Regions from separate parts of the Gossypium hirsutum genome. Here region 2 is linked to region 1. The links are chromatin contacts, called in public Hi-C maps. All regions are on one chromosome and are shown on one strand. The core of a region is the stretch at or near the end of the contact, and the rest is flanking DNA. Distances in the headings are between cores, read along the strand shown. Region 1 holds the start of LOC107936951 (pentatricopeptide repeat-containing protein At5g18390, mitochondrial). Region 2 holds the start of LOC107936840.

Region 1 (2,706 bases), core at 62-2,561:
TATTCAAAATTTTAATCATTTAATCTTGTTTCATTTTACTAATTCCTTGGATCTGTATGCATAAGTGACCAATCTCTGACTATGTGGGTTCTTTCCTCTTATCCAATAGTATGCCTCTAAAATTTTTTTACTCAATAAATGGGAACAACGCAATCCTCCAGAAGCTGTGAGATAATGGCATGCCTCTAAATTATCTACCATCTCCCTTACTTTTCACCATCTAAGTTGAATGTTTATCGTAATATTTCATTCAACTTTCAATCTTATCAGTGCCAATTCCTTGATTAAGAACTAATAATTAAGAATACAAGACTTTTTTTTGTTTCTGTGGGTGGCCCTTTTTTCGGTTTATTTCAATGAAGATAATCAATGGTCAGAGTCCAGTTTTAAGGCATTAACTTCCATCTTCCCATAATTTATTTATTAATCTTTTATATAGTGGCTTAGTTGCTTCAATTATCATCTGATTCTTGTCATCATTTATTTTGAAATTAAAAAATATATTAAATATAATTAAAAGTTATTTTAAAGATAAAATATGAAATTAATATCAATAAAAAATTTTAATATAAAAGAAAAAAATTTGGGGGGCTTGGGGGAAGTACAATTTTTTAGGGGAAGTAAAAATTTTAGGGACAAAGTAAAAAGGAAAAAATTTTTGGGGTTTGAGAGGAAATAAAATTTTTTAGAGAAAGTAAAAGGGAAATAAGAAGGTTTGATATTTAGTTTATTTGAATTATTCGAGTTATTCGAATTCGAAAATTAACTCTATTCGAACTCGAAAATAAAAAAAAATTGGAGTTAATTCAATTAACTTGATTAATTCGATTCAAATATTTGAAAATTTGAATCTTTTTCAATTTTATCAAGTCGAATCAAATTTTCCTCACCGCTAATATGATAGGGCGTCTGGGCAAAGAGTAATTGGATGATACATCTGGGGAAGAAAGTATGTGCAATAAACACGAATGAAGATGGTGAAAAAGGATTTTGATAGTGGACGAAAAGGTTTGACTTTGGTTTAGAGGGAAATTTTGACCAAAAAAAAATGTAAAATTGACTCTCTTTTTTAACGGGATTTAACGTTGGGTTGGGTCACTAAAATGAAAATTTCCCCAATGGCAATGGTTAAATTGTAAGTATTTTTATTTAGATGATCAAAATGAAAACTTTTAAAAAGTTTGATGACCAGCTAGACAGTTTGCCTTAAATTTTCTTCCTCATCTTATCTCTAAGTGTTGGATTTAATCCAAATCAGCCCCTCATAAGTACACTATTTAATCTAATGGGTTGGACTCAGTTCAAGGCCCAATACTCAAACTTCATATTTTTCTCTGGTTTTTATGTCTTTGAAGTCTTCACGCTCTCCAACAGCCACAGAGAAAGGAGGTGTGTTCTTTATTTTTATTTTTTTTCTCATGTATTTCCTTCTTTTCCATTTTAATTCCAACTCCAACTCTCAAGCTTGTGGATTTAATTGAGTTATTCAAAGTCTCTACCTTTAAGCTTCTGTTCGATTTTCTTTAAGATTGCCAATCTCTTCTTTGATATAGGAAATATACATGGGTTAAAAGTGATAAATTTATTAATGGATATTTAGCTTTAATGGATAAAACCAACTTCTTTTATTAGAAAATGTTACTTTCAAGTATTGAACTTTGCTTTCTCAAACTGGGTTATGTTTAATAGTTGTATCCGATTGTTAAACTATGCAAGCAATTTTATGATGCTATTTGTTTTGTGTTATTTGGTTTTTTTTCTTCTTCTTTAATTGTTCTGTTTCTATGGGTTACCTACGATGCCTTGATGTTGAAAGCATGAAGACATGCTCAATTTGAATGAACATGAGAGTGGGATAAGAAATGTACACATTCAGTTCATCGTTCAATTTTGTATATCAAACAAGTTGCTAGTGTGAAATTATTATAAGAAATGTCATTTTCTGATGCTCAATATACCATTTTTATGCATTTCTCTTTGGTGTTAGCGAAATGTAGCTCAAATTCTTTTTGCCCTAGAGGGCTAGGTCTAAAGAAGCAATAACTGCAACACGTAGGACTCATAGAAGTGAGCTTAATATGTTTATATGTTAATGTATGATAAGAGTGAGTTTCTTTACCATTGATTTTAGTCATCTTGTCTTGTTTCCTTTTCGATGTGGTACATGTGATTGGTATTTTTTGTTTATTCCTTGTTACAGTACGGAAGTTCTTTGAAATTGCAACATATTATTCCTCTGTTGCTTCTGTCAATTAACGAGTATCGAGGTGGAAATGAAGGTTACTGGACTGTAACTTCTACTACAAATGCTCCGGTCTGCACAGCTGCTCCACAAATATGGAAATAAATCACATAAACTTTCTCTGTTCCTTTAGGACCCTAACCTTAGCAAATTCTCTCCAAGGTACTTCTGTTTCCATCACTTCTGTTTCGAAAGATGACTATTTTGCAGCTATCCACCACATTTCCAACATCGTTCGTCGTGAAGTTCATCCAGAGCGCACTCTCAACCGCATGAACCTTTCTGTGAACTCTGAACTTGTATTCCGCATACTTCGTTCCTGCTCAAACTCCCCTACAGAATCTCTTCGCTTCTTCTCATGGGCTCGTTCCCACTACGCCCCCACCTCCGTCGAATTTGAGGAGCTAGTCAAGATCCTCATTCTCCATAGGAAGTATGAATCCATGTGGAAAACCATTCAACAA
Region 2 (2,706 bases), core at 118-2,617, 170 kb after region 1:
CACAAGTCTCAGTAAGATCTTCTCGAACACATCTTACTTCATCGTCATCAGGCTCCTCGGGCGTGTCGGTAACCAAAATTCCCATTGCTTTGTAACCCATCGGCGCGTTCGGGAGCCAGAAGAAACCACAACCATTGCGATCTAGTTCTGAACTCCAAATCAATGAGTAATTAACAGGTTTCTTTAAAGCTGGAAAGTCTGAATCCGAGTCATAGTCACGATAAACTTCTGGAGTCGAACCTTCCCTTTCACGAGCCACAAGAACATAGCCTCGAAGGGGCTGGTCATTTGGCTGACAGTAATAACCGAGACAGAAAAATCCATCCGGAATGCCAACAGGTTTGTAAAATGTGGGACCTTTAGCTTTACCGTGCAACGAATCGCAGCTCCAAACACCCTCAAACTTGGTGATTTTAACCACTTCTAGTTCTCCTAGGTTAATTTTTCCAGTGGCAAATCCTTGACCTGAAAAAATGGTAGTTCATTACAGAAATCGAGTCAACAAATCTATGTCATGTGGCTTGTAAGGACACTATCATCCATGCTACTCGGATTCGAGTCTGAATGTCATTTACAGCATTCTTAAAGTTACTATATATAATAGTAATATCTTTATCCATTAGAAATTATTCTTTTTTTTTCCATTTTGGATAACCTAAAATTCTTTTTTCTTACTCCCTAAAGGGTGTATTGTTATCCAAAAAATCTAGCTAAAAAATCTTCATGAATCATAATCGTCATACTCCATAGTTAAATAAATAGTTAAAAGAAAGACAATTTCCAAAAATAGAAAAGAAAAAAAATATCTCAGGTAAATCATAATAATGTTTTGAAAGGAAAACAGAAAACAGAAATTCATTTTAATTCCTCTATAAATCAACCAAAAAGGAAAATTTTGACTTGTGTAGGAAAATCAAAGGATAAATTACCTGGAGGCCAATCTGGGATTGGAGAAGGCAAAGAAAAAGGCTGAGGTTGAGGCAAAGGGGTGAACTCATCATAATCACTGTGTTTATCATGCCAACAAAAACATTCACACCCCAACATATCTTCAAAAACCCACTAAAATCCAGAATTTATCTTCAACAAACTTTCTCTTTCCCAACCCCTTTTTTAAACTTTCTTTTTACAGGAAAAATAATAAAAACAAACCCTCGAAGAGAAAGAGGAGGCAATTAAAAGAAAGAAAGTTTAAAACAATCCCCTCTCTCTTCCTCTTTCTCAAAGGATCAAATGAAGGAGGCAATTAATGAGAGAAGTTTCAACTTGTGTTTGTTTTTGTTGGAAAAGTAAGAAGATGATGATGTTGATATTTATGTAATTTATATATAGATTTTCTTTGTTCTTTCTGTTTTGGGGAATGGGTCAGTTTGCCGTCGCTTTAGACTATTCATCACAAGTCACAACCCCCAACCTTTATTTTTTAGATGAAAAATATTCCTACTTTCAGTTAAGTGAGTGTATTTCACACTCTGTTTCCCTCTCTGTTTTAATAATTTTGATTTGTCTTTCTATATACAACCACCTTTCTCTTTGTTCACTTGTTGTTGAAGTCTTTGTGTGATCATTTATTCCCCCTATTTGAAGCTTTGATAATTGTTCTCTTTTTGTGGAAAAGCCATGCTTCAATGATAGGGCTATAAAAAGTAATTAGTAGTTTTTGATATAATCTAATACTTAGATCTAGTTGTATTGAGTGTTCATTTAAAAATTAATTTTACGAGTTTAAATCATAAAAGTAATTCACTTTATGGATTTGAATCACAAAAATAATTTTATTTGTGAAGTGTGAATCGTCAATGATTTACTCTTTCTAAGAGTGTGTTAAGTTAATTTTAAATGTACAAAAAAAAAGACAATTATGATATAGGTATGCAAAAAAAATTTAATATTATTATAACGCTAAGTCATATAATATATTGAATAATATAATAGGGGAAATTCATATGGTAAGAAATGTAGAAAACCGCTAGAAATAGTAGTTTGAGAGCGTTGAAGCTATACTTGGGTAGAGTTTCTGTAATATGTCTTCTCTTATTCGTTTTTACAATAGGAGATATTTTATAGATAAATGTTTGGGTTGAACCTCTTATCTTTAGAGATAAAGTAAAGTTGTGTTCTTAGTAGCATTATAAGAATGATCAAAGAAATCATTGTCAATTCACACCAACGAAATTCTAAATGATTAGAATCATGGTGGGAGACGTAAGAGGACTATTAAGATTAGCTTTAGCTTTTGTGTTGTTATAGAGCTTTTAGCTTTTTTTTTCCCACTTAAGAAAAGATTAAAGACTATAAAGTAATTTACCGAAAAAGACATTAAAATGTAAAATTCACGCTCCTAAAATCGCGTAAAGGCTCTGCTTAATATTTTCTTCGAAGTGTTTTTTTTTTTTGGCCAAAGCTGTCTTCAGGAAAATATTATTAGCTACGGCTTCCTTACCGAATATCTATACGCTCCTCCATTTAAAGTCGCGCCTCATCAACATTATATCACGAGAGACCTTTTCCCCCAAAGTGGATCATCAAATTATACTAAATTGTAATTTTTGGATAATAAAAGGATAGAACTGCAATTATATTAACGCGGCTGAACAGGATGTTGATGCTGATAATTATGTGGGAAAAATGCCACATTTCATCTTACTAGAAAAAATAACTCTAAATATTAAATTAATATTTTTAAAATATAAGTACCATATTAAA

The links. A called contact is a pair of places that touch in the nucleus more often than the background predicts.
Region 2: a contact with region 1 is called in a Hi-C map of leaf, with 1.5 times the contacts expected there. The contact joins the promoter of LOC107936840 here to the promoter of LOC107936951 in region 1. A contact is called at or near these places in 2 of 34 Hi-C or Micro-C datasets (both in leaf).

What each region holds. Positions count from the first base shown.
Region 1 is chrD13:56,900,972-56,903,677 of Gossypium_hirsutum_v2.1, forward strand. LOC107936951 (pentatricopeptide repeat-containing protein At5g18390, mitochondrial) reads left to right here and starts at 1,312. Exons shown (of 3, transcript XR_001694538.2): 1 at 1,312-1,389; 2 at 2,201-2,706.
Region 2 is chrD13:57,073,275-57,075,980 of Gossypium_hirsutum_v2.1, forward strand. LOC107936840 reads right to left here and starts at 1,368. Exons shown (of 2, transcript XM_016869611.2): 1 at 930-1,368; 2 at 1-465. The coding sequence starts at 1,047.